Linked DNA regions of Hordeum vulgare: region 1 is linked to region 2. Evidence: chromatin contacts called from public Hi-C data. All regions are on one chromosome and are shown on one strand. Each heading gives the region's core, a stretch centred on a gene start, on an enhancer-like site or on the middle of the called end of the contact. The rest is flanking DNA. Distances are from core to core; before and after follow the strand shown. Region 1 holds the start of LOC123401312 (bifunctional dethiobiotin synthetase/7,8-diamino-pelargonic acid aminotransferase, mitochondrial). Region 2 holds the start of LOC123401338.

What was found. A called contact is a pair of places that touch in the nucleus more often than the background predicts.
Region 1: a contact with region 2 is called in a Hi-C map of leaf, with 3 times the contacts expected there. The contact joins the promoter of LOC123401312 here to the promoter of LOC123401338 in region 2. A contact is called at or near these places in 4 of 6 Hi-C or Micro-C datasets (leaf and seedling) and 1 of 1 datasets of contacts at active chromatin or transcription factors (embryo).

Annotation. Positions count from the first base shown.
Region 1 is chr6H:145,457,529-145,463,287 of MorexV3_pseudomolecules_assembly, reverse strand. It overlaps LOC123401312 (bifunctional dethiobiotin synthetase/7,8-diamino-pelargonic acid aminotransferase, mitochondrial), which reads right to left and starts at 4,121. Exons shown (of 14, transcript XM_045095085.1): 1 at 3,407-4,121; 2 at 2,451-2,621; 3 at 2,096-2,357; 4 at 1,920-2,003; 5 at 1,650-1,770. The coding sequence starts at 4,041.
Region 2 is chr6H:144,782,826-144,788,635 of MorexV3_pseudomolecules_assembly, reverse strand. LOC123401338 reads left to right here and starts at 3,554. Exons shown (of 14, transcript XM_045095122.1): 1 at 3,554-3,855; 2 at 4,550-4,631; 3 at 4,747-4,850; 4 at 5,099-5,225; 5 at 5,309-5,403; 6 at 5,628-5,751. The coding sequence starts at 3,815.

The sequences.
Region 1 (5,759 bases), core at 2,872-5,371, 670 kb before region 2:
TGGTATATTTGAAGAAGCTTTATCCACATGTGTAGCAGGAAGCCTGGGCATTCATGGCCGATACTTGATTATCACAATTAGGCCTTATAACACGGTTGATAAACTGTTATTGCCTTGAGAATATGTATGAACATGTCCTTAGTCTTCAAAATAGGTGCAAGTTATTTTTTGGCCCACAAGCTTTGACCAAAAATAAGGGGGAGTGTGTTGATAACCAAGTTAGACACACAATACTTGGAAGGCAAGAAAGAGAAAAAAAGGGGGGAGGAAAGTTGCCCACATGGAAAGAGATTAGATGATTGAATCAGATAAGCATGTATTTAGATTAGGAGCCCTACTCTCTTACAGTAAGACTAGCCGCCCTTTAAATATGTGAAGGGTGATGGCTGATTGGACCACACACAATCGGACAAATCAATCTACTACTTTTATCTTTTACCTACGTCTCCTTTGCCCTGGTTTTTTGCTGCTTCTTCGTCTTCAATGTCAACGAACCTCAACACTCTAGGGGCAGCCAAGCCGACCTAGGGCAGCCCATTGTCGCCACACTTCCTGACGTGGTCCCTCCCGGGCGTGTGGGGCATCGGGTCTCAAGAGACCTCGTCGGCATGTCTTGCGTATCGCACTCCCAGTGAGGCTCCTCTCACGACGTGTCTAGCGTATCACGCTCGACGTCGGAGGCACACAGTAACGTGTTCAGGTGCGAATAGTAAGCTCTAAATTGCGGAATTTGTTAGCTAAAAGGTACTTTAAACAAGTCATCTTTCATACTAATACACTATTTTATTCATTAAGGGTGACTTATACTCGTGTAGTTTGATCATGTTGCACATACATTATAAGGGCATTTCTAACCGATCCCCTATCCGGCGTTAGAGGAGTAAAAAGTCGGTTTTACTCCTCTAATACGCATCGAATCGATCCCCAAAAACGGTTAGTGGAGGAAAAATTATCCTCCAGCGCCTCTCCCTCCCGTAAATATACTCCGTCTGGAGGCGGCCGAGGATAATTTTTCTTCACGCAAAGGCCTCCTTGTGGCCGGCCGGGGACTCGCGTGAAGCTCCCTTGGCCTCGCCGGCAACCCCTGACCGTAGTACTACTGGTACGGCCACTGCATGCTGCTGCTGCTCGCCGCCGCCAGTGCCTGCTGCTGCTCCTCACCCGGTGCGTGCTGCTGCTGCTGCTCCTCGCCGCCTGTGCGAGCTGCTGCTGCCATTCGCCGCTGGTGCGTGCTGCTCGCCGCTGCTCCTCCCCGCTGCGTGCTGCTACTGCTGCTGCTCCCCGCCGCCAGTGCATGCTGCTGCTGCTGGTCGCCACCACCGGTTTGTGCTGCTGCTGCTGGTGGTCGCCACCACCGGTTTGTGCTGCTGCTGCCGTTGCTCCTCCCCGCTGTGTGCTTCTGCTGCTGCTTGCCGCCGGCGTGGTCACCATGGCTGCCACTCGCCACGGAGGTGCATAGCAAGTGTTCGGCGAAATGTATGAGCCAAATTTAAGTTTACTCCGTCATATATAGGGGATCAGCTAGGTCTGGCCAAAACTTAGTGGAGTAAATATACTCCACTAAGGTTTACTCCAAGGTTTACTCCTCTATTTTTTAAGGGATCGGTTAGAAATGCCCTAATAGATGAAAAACAAGTAAAAGCACCAACCTTTACCGATCCCCCCAAGCAAAAGTTCAGCACAACGAAGAGCAGGCTCATGAGCATTCTCTGGAAACATCACATGGCCATACCTAGCAGCAGCGTAGCCCATATCTCTTGCAAGTTCAATCTGATGATGAAAAGAGAAATTTAGGCTACAAAAATTGCATGTCAATAGTTCAACATACAGAACTTTAGCCATAAAACATTTGCAATAAGAGTTCCCTTAGCAAACCAAGGTAAAAGAGATTCTGAAAATACAGGAAGTGCAAGAATAACCTGCAACTTAGAATCAGGTCCTTGAGTCCACCAACTTGCACATGCATCAAACTGAGGGATCATCATCATCTTGTTGTCTTTCACCTACATCAAAAGATACCATAATAATGCCGCTAATGTTTCAAAGCTTCATTTCAAAATTCTTTTCGAAAGCTTGGAATATGGATTGGACAAACCTTGTATGCTGAAAAACTCTCACCACAGCGCGAATCAATTACTGTAACACAATCTACAGGTACAAGATTGTGCTGAGTGAAGGGCCACCACAGTAAATCCTTTGATTTTCTTTGCATACTGTTTAACCTCTGAATTCTTGTCAAATGAAAAGATCGCAGGGCATCTTCAAGCAAACCAAAAACTGAAGATGATTCGGAAAACCAATCAGTTAGGTCATCTGATGGATCTTCTGGAATAGGTGGCAAAACAAGCACTGGTACCCTAAATAGTACAAACATTGTGAAGTTGTCGTATCAATGAAATTGGAGCTGCTAAAACATTTATAAAAATAACAAAAAGACTGAACCGTGTTACCTGTTTCTTAAGTAAGAAAGCAAGAACTTGTTGTTTGACAAACCATGATCTTCCAAAATTACTGCGCTAACATCATACCCCCTGAGCAACAAAGTTTCATATGCCGATAAAGTGCATGAAATACCACCAAGACGACCATCTCCAACAAGAATAGTAGGCAACCTAAACTGCCTGCCAAGAGTCACGTAATCACGAGGTGTGTTGATGTAAATCAGTCTAATAAACCTAGCAGTAAAGAAGCTTGTGCAAACAGTTAAATAGGCCACAAGGTTCTTTAAAAATAGATGTAATGATGTAACCAGTTCAACCATGGTTAAAAGAATTTCAAAGTATGCTCGATGTCTGGTAATAACACCATAAGTTCCCAAGAAACAAAGCATGTTAAAAGAAGAGATGAGCGTGTAGACATACATCAGAAATATTTCAGAAACGGTCACCAAATATGTGATTACTTTCAGCACTTGTAAAATAAAAACATAAATTTGATCCAGTTAATGAAAGGTTGAAAACACAACAAATCAGCACGATATCCAACATATAACATCAAGAGAACTTCAAAGCAGCAGATCGTTCACCGCAATTATCATGCTCGCTAACCACCATTGTTATCTCCAGCTTGCATGATATCTTCTTACAAACTACCAATGTGATAGTGATTTCAATGGAAGAAGCTAATGATTTTTTTAGGTATTGAGATCCCTTGTGAATAGACAGAACAAACATCAGACTATACCACTGAACTAAACACTGGAAACAAGTATATATAACAGAAACGTCAATTGCATCATACACTAAATTGCGCACCATTTCATTCCCTCGATTAATTCAGACTTCTTTTTCTGAGAAATCAATTAATTCAAACTAAACACCCCGCAAAACATGCTTACTAGTACGCGTTTGGTAACATTAAATAAGTAAAACAGCAAATTTACCGCTGAAGAGGCATTACAACGCACCTGTAGAGATCGCACTGCAGCGTGCCAGACGGGCCCGGGCTGGCCACGCCGCCGGCAGTCTCGACCAGCTTCCACACATCCCCCTCCCCCTTCCCCAAATTTTCCCCCTCGACGAGGCACGCTGCCAGGAGCGACCTCACATGCGCGTCTTCTACCGCCATCCCCTCCCTCTCCGCCGCCAGGTGCGGCGACACCGCCTCCCGCCATGCGTACAGCGTCCTGCAAGCCAGAAGCTTCCTCACCGCCTCACCCTCCCCGTCGTAGGAGAAGGCCGCCTCCTCGCGGGAAGGGGATTGGGTTTCCACTGACGGGGCAGGGGAGAGGGTGTCGATGGAGGCGGCGAGGTGCGCGGCGTGGGAGGGGCGGAGAAGCGCGGGGACCCTGCGGTAGAGGAACCCCGCGTCGGAATCGTCGGGGAAGCCGGTCTGGAGCGGTTTGAGGTAGAGGACGGCAGAGGGGGAAGCGGCGTGGGAACGGAGGAGGGAGGCGGCGAGGCCAGCGGAGACGAGGGTCTTGCCGACGCCGGTGTTGGCGCCGAAGACAGCGAAGGTCGGCGAGGAGAGGGGTAAGGCGGAGGAGAATGAGGAGGAGTAATGGAGCCGACGGGCATGGCGGAGTAGGAGGCGACGGAGCATGGCTGCTGGCTCGGGTTCTACATACGGGGGTTTGGGAGGAAGAACAGCGGGGCCGAAGAACAGAGTATGATAAGCTACAGAATGCCGAATGATTTGCAAAAGCAAAGGGGAGTACTAGGCGCCGGCGCGCCGGCGCGAGCGCCAGCGCCGGTCGCAGGCTGACCGTCCGATATGCACAGGGACCGTCAGATCTTGCAACAAATTTCGACGCTATGCAGCATTTTTCGCAACGGTTGCAACAAAAAATTAATTATAGCAAAAAAATATCTACATGATCGTAGCAAAAAAACAAAGAAGATGATGCGTGGTAGCAAAAGTTAAACGCCGATTGTAGCAAAAATCTACATGACGTGTATGCAACTTTTTCAGCGAACGGTTGCAGCAAAAAATGATGCCGGTTATAGCAAAAAATAGCACGGTTGTAGCAAAAGTCAAAACGCCGGTTGTAGCAAAAATTCAACGAACTCGAGTTGCAACCAAACGTATATGCAACTTTTTTACTGTACAAATCTAGTAAATAAAAAACGCTTGTAGCAAATATGAACGTTGGTCGCAACAAATTTACACGAGAAAAAAGCTGCATAAAAAACATTTGTAACAAAAAAATACACGATTGCAGCAATTTTTACAGAAAAATGATGCATACACCTGCCAGCTAGCGCGACCCGCGCGCGACCGGCCGAACGATTCGGCCGGCGCGCCAGGGGGGAAACGTTTCCCTTTGCAAAAGGAAAACGATCTGAATCATCCGGCTGATTTGGCGTGGACGCCACGCGTGGTGTGGACCACACGTGCAAAGTCTTTTATCTCGGGAAAGCGTTAGGCATCAGACTACAGGCGTTTTAGCATCCATCAAACTATTTATGCACCGTCGGATCAGGGGCAATGGAATCCATCAGATTAGTGGGATGTACAGGTTGAGAGGGTTTAAAAGCCTGTAATTAAGCGGTCGGGCGTACACAATAACTCTCCCTAAAAGTACGCCCTCGACATACGTCTTCCTCCCGCGGGAGAAAAGCTCGTCTGTTGTGCCTCTTCCTCCCGCGCGCATGCTTCCTTTGAGAGACCAGAATCTGCAGAAATGGCGCATCTAAGACGTGATATCAAGTATAGGGGGTTTCTGATGCAATCTGGCGGCATGGATCGTGTAGTACCAGCGGTTTTAAAGGCGTTTTGGGTGTTGTGGCTTCGAGTAATCCGACGTACATGAATCCGTTTGTGCTGAATATTGGAGATGAGGAGGTAACATGAACACCTTGGTACATATTCAGAGTTTTTAGCTGTCCTTTTTCGGATGTTTATTGTAGCTCTGATGTATGTTGGTAGTCTGATGCATTGTTTGGCTGGTTTTTAACCCAAACATGAGGGATCCTTGATGAATCTGTATGATGAATGTGAGAGCAAGTAGTTAGAAGCACGTTTTGTTGCCTGTAGATTCAAATTTATTTGCTGATGGAAGCTTAGACTGTATTGCCGTTGTCTGTGTTCAGAATATGTTGTGGTCTGGTAGAACCGTATAGGTTCAGATATATTCATATGTGGTCTCTGTTTCAGTTGTGTTCAACTTGGGCCCATTGTTTTGGCTCTGCGATTTCATGTGTACAATGGTGATGCTAAAAAAAATTCTTTGTGGGATGAAATCATGGAGGACATTGAAGGGGACACATATGCTCCATGTGGTAATGATGCAACAACTACTCGACCAGCTGCGCCATATG
Region 2 (5,810 bases), core at 2,305-4,804:
TGAGGCTGATTTCAGGCCACTTGGTTTTTGATCGGTTAGTGACCGGGTCGCCCGCCCGGGCGTTTGAAAACGGTTTGAGGTGCCCAGTAGTAGATGCTCTTAGGCCGCCGCATCATCAGAGTTTCAAGGTCATCATGTGTGACCTTTCCAACACTTAGGTGGTGGTTTAGTCTAGCCAACATGACCCAACACTTGCCATGATCAAAGATTTGTAATCTTTGTTCATTACTCCATTAGTATTGGGCTGACAATTGATAATTATAAGTTCATGTTACAGGTTGTCATGTCATAAATCAAGATTACACTTTACGAAAATTTCAAAGAAAGTGTTTCATATAGTTTGTCCAACTTTTCGGTTGCATTTGTCCCTTGCACCATGGCGGATCATCTAGTTGATCTAGCTCATGCACACATTTCATACTCATATACATGTCTTCTCCACAACCAACTTCTTGGTATTTATTTCTTGAGTTCTGAATGTCCGACTCTGGCTGGCGATTTTCTTGTGCAAGAAGGGGATTGTACTTGTGAAATCGATCTGTAAAATTGGTGAGTCTTTGATACCCTTATAGGACTTGACTTATTGTCTATAAAACCCGGTCAAATTCACGGGCAGTTCTGGACGAATCAAGGAAAAACTAGAGTGAACCCAAAGAGTATAGTGTTTAGAATGTATGAACGATCATGGATATATAATTGATATACAATATGTATCATAAACACACTTGTATTCTTTTTATATAGTAGCCCTTTGTAAATTAATATAAGAGTGTTTAGATTATTAAAGTGGTGATCTAAGGATCTTTATATTAGTTTGAGAGGTGATTTCCTATGCATGATGGTAGCTACACATTCTTTGGTATAAATGCCTTTTTTGATATACTAGGAGTCAGTGGCATTGGCACAAGTGCATTTTTGTTGTATACGAATAACCTTTTTCACTTTTATTTGTCTTTTTGTTACCTTTTTGACACAAGTGTCTTTTCATTGTGTAGAAAGGGCGTTTCTCATTTCTTTTGGTCTTTTTTCCTTGCCTTTTTGGCATAAATGCATATTTCTTGCCTGGAAAGTCCAAAACCACGATATTTTTGATATAAAGTTATTTTTCATATTTCAAAATAATTTATAAAATTAATTAGAAAAAAAATTGAGGCCATGTGTAGCTATCATCATGGTAGCAAACTATTTCTCATATTAGTTTACGAAGGGAGTAACTTTTTATATAAAATTACGTCATGATTGTGAATTCAAACTTTAATTGTTTCTGACGACAATAATGTAAGCCCCATGATTCCACATAAGATAGCCACCAAACTCTTTGTTTCGTTTTGGCTGTCACAAAAAAAACACATTTTTACATATTTTTTCTAGAATGTCTACATTCTATGTATTTTTTTGAGTAGAAAGTGGCCTCCTCCCTGTTTCATTTTATTAGAATGAGGCATAGAGCCCAACCACGGTCATAGCCAGCTCAATAGTTAAACCAGAATTTTCAATAACAGAAAAACTAAACAGAACATAAGACCAATAAAAACAGAAGTCCTCTTCAACAGTCAACCAATTTCTACTTAGGGCTCCTTTGATTCATAGGATAGGAAAAATGAAAGAATAGGAAAAATGGAGGATTGACATGCCATGTCCACTTGAATCCCGTGGAAATGGAAAACACAAGATTTGGCACAAGTGGGTGTTTGATGGGAGCATAGGAAAAACGTATGGAAAAATGAAAGAATAGGAAAAATGGAGGATTGACATGCCATGTTCACTTGAATCCCGTGGAAATGGAAAACACAAGATTTGGCACAAGTGGGTGTTTGATGGAAGCATAGGAAAAACGTAGTAACTCAAGGCATTATAATATTATTATTTTGAAAGGCGTGCATTCAAACAAGTAGCCGTTGGTCACCAAGCTAGCCGTTAGGCTGCATCAGTACATATAGAAGCTCTGCACTTCATACAGCTCTAAGAACAAGTTTCCATTCATATGCACCAGAATGCTGCATGCAAGTCCGTCTCTAAAATCCGAGGTTAGTTCTTTTCATGTACATGTTCCCTTTGTTGTACTGGACCGTCTCTGAAATCTGAGGTTGTCTCTGAAATCAAAAGCCATATTCTTTTTTAGTTTCTGCATTCTGTAACTTACTCAAGATGTAACTCGGTAATTTTCCAGAGGCTTGTTTTCATAGCGTCCAATGAATCCAAGCTACCGTCGTAGATCAAAAAGTGAGGATGAGTTTGCTCTTTTTGTTCTTTCTACTTTAGGAGAACACTCCTCAAGAAGACTTATGCACACTTCAATACTTACAGGTGCACGACGTGTAAATGAAATTTTAAATGAACATGACGACCTATGCAAAAAACACTTTAGAATGGAGACCGATATATTTCAAGCTTTGGTACACAAATTGCGCGAGAATGATCGCCTTGTTGATGGAAGAGATGTCTCTGTAGAAGAACAAGTTGCTATATTTTTGTATGCATTATCTAAGAATGCAACAAATGATATTTTGACAGATTGGTTTCAGCATAGTGGACAAACAATCAGTTACTATTTTGGAGAAGTGCTCACTGCAATTACTCAACTCTATTCTGTATACATACGTCCACCTTCCCTACATCCGCATCCAATCTTGAGTAAAGAAAAGTTCTACCCTTTCTTCATCGCCGAGGAGCTGGGCAGAAGGCCGGACGGCCGTGGCGGCGCAGCACGACTAGGTCGATGCGAAAGCGATTGGGGAAGTGGTGCTTGTTTTTTACGACTCGTCTCGTCAAAACCTACGCGAGCATATATTTACCGCGGAAACCGTGAGCGTGCGGGTGAGCGAGCAGAGCGCGTGCTTTTTTTCCCGTCAGGATTCTTTTCGAAAACTTCGATCTCTTGAAAACTTTTCAGTAAAACAGAGAAAGGAAAATCCCATAAGATTGATTTCCTCCTGTGAATCAAACGATCACCAGAGGGAAAATTCCATAGGATTAGAATCCCATGAAAATCCTACAAAAATCCCATGAATCAAAGGAGGCCTTAAACTTATTAAGGACCGAGGAGGGGAAGAAAGGCCATCAAGGCATCATTGGGGTCTCCAGGAAACCTAAGAGATGGCTTCTCATTTGGGTCCTTCAGATCATCTCCAAACAATCCTTCGAAGAGATGTCTACATTCTATTTTTTTTTTTGTATTTTTTGATGTTGAAATATTTAAATGTATACGGATTATTTCTCAAGAGCGGGAGTACGATCATAATTCGAAGTACTTACCCTTCTACGTACGTGCCAAGGAAAAATTATACGGCCACGTGTGTATCTCTCAACATTTGCAGAAATAAAGAGGATTTTATTTTTATTCTCCCGGTTAATTCGGGTTTCATTACCGTCCTCCATTTTCCACGGCTATTGCTCCTTCCCTCTCGCTCGTCCCCTCCCCTCTTCCCACCCCCACCACCTCCGCCAACCAGAGCCCACTCACCTCCCCCCTTCCGCTCGCCGCCCTCCCCGCCGGATTCCGCGGCTCGCGGCGAGAGTCCCGAGCCTCGGGTCGCCGGCAACCGTGCCGGATCCGGCGGGCACTCGGCGCGGCAGCGAGCTCCCGCGGCGTCTCGCGCAGATCCGACGCGCGCGCCTACGCTCGTCGGGAGACCCAGGGACTACTGCTGCGGCTGTGGTGGGCTCCGGTGCCTTCTCGAGTGTGGGCGGGGCGGAATTCGGAGAGGACGAGCTGGGGCCGTGAGAGTCGGGCGGGCCGCGGGCGCGCTCACCGCGAGCGCTTGGAGCCAACCCACCCACGGGCGTCACGTTGTAGCGGCACGCCGCCGACGCCATGATCGAGCAGTTCGTCAATTTCGTCATCCGGCCGCCTCGGTACCCTCCTACCTCCCGCATGATGTGCTGCTGCTTTTGTTGTTTGGTGCTAATTGACACGCGGCCGTGCTCGTCTCCTTGTAAATTGGAACGATGTCGGCGGGATTAAATCGGGCGTTAGGTACGCATGCAACATCGGGCCCGGATTGGTTATTCCTTTAATGCTCGCGTATGTAGCTGTTCATTGTGTGTGGTACGTTTTACAATGCCGAATCATTTTGCCTGCCTTGTTAACTGTACCATTAGTCAAGTTTGAAAATTGCAAGTTCCACTTAAAATCTGGTAGGACAATGGACGAGGAAGCAGAGGGCAGTTGTTTCTGTTAGTATTACATTACACACATGATGGTACTTCGGACTTGATTATGTTGTTCGCTCGGTGCAAATCAGTACCATCATGTGCAGTTAAAGCTAGCCACAACGCAATTGTAATTAAGCTTGTCATGTTACGAATAATTGTACCAGTAACTGTTCAGACATGATGTCTGTCCATATAGCGCTAAGAAGTAACTCTAACCTATCGTGGCAATCTTAATGCTGAAATTTCGAACTGAGATCCTTATGGAGGGGGCGAATGAGATGTTTAATTAGATAAGAAATGCCATGTATATAAAATGTCCATTTTTGCGTTTTTTAACTTCAAATATTTTAAGCATCTGCAGTTGATCTGATGGGATTTAATGGCTAATTTGCAGGTCAGAGTATAATCCAGATCAGTACTTATGGGAGAGAGAGTTTATGCTCGCAGGGCGAAGGTATAAACGAATAGACTTGGAGGCAAGTACGGAGACCAATTATCGAGGTTTCTTCTTTCTTTAGTTTGCTGATGAGAAATGACGCCAACTGGGGACATCTTTGATTATAACCTTATTGGTATACCTTAACCTGGCAGCTCACAAATGCAAGGGGCCATACCTTAAAATGCAGCCACTATCTTCCTGCTTTCGTTCCAGAAAATATTGCCCTCCCGTGTGTGATCTACTGCCATGGAAATAGGTACTTACCCTGCATGATCACTGCTAGCATATGTTTGCTCATGCATTGAGCACTTGTTAGTTTTGGCATTTTATTTAATTTAACTTGCTTTATATAACATACATGTAGATTTTGGAAACGGTAGCACTGGATTAATAGCACAAATTTATAAATCTATGGACTTACTAATTATGATATAGCTTATCACCTCGAGCAATCACCAATATCTTCTGGAATATTTAACAGGATTTTGCTCTAACTCAATGCAGCGGATGCAGAGCAGACGCAAATGAAGCCGCTGTAGCACTTCTTCCTTCAAACATCACAGTTTTCACACTAGACTTTTCTGGTTCAGGTCTATCAGACGGAGATTATGTCAGCCTTGGTTGGCATGAGGTATATAGTCAGTATAAATTTTCTTCTTCTGCACTCATATCGCTGTTCACTGTATTCTGAAATTCACAGTAATTTACTTCTAGAAAGAGGACCTCAAATGTGCAGTATCATTCCTGCGCACCAACAAGCAAGTTTCCCGTATAGGCCTTTGGGGGCGATCGATGGGTGCTGTTACAAGGTACTTTCTGGTTTGTATACAATGTGTGCCCCGTTTCCTTCAGGACATCTCTCTATTTCATTTCACACTACTCAATATTTTTAGATCACAATGCACTAGATGGTTCTTGAACAGAACTGTGTGTGTTCAAGTGATTCTTGGTTCTTCCGTTTAGTTCTTATAGATTGAGATGTTTATCTACATCTTCAGGCCTTTAATTAATGTTTTGTATAAATGTAACACAGCCTACTATATGGAGCAGAAGATCCCTCAATTGCTGGCATGGTTTTGGATAGTGCTTTCACCAACTTGTATGGCTTGATGATGGAACTTGTGGATGTTTACAAAATCCGAGTTCCTAAATTCACGGTACGTGCATCTACCGCAGAGTCTGCTGCTTCCCTACCATTATGAAATGATCATGGAAG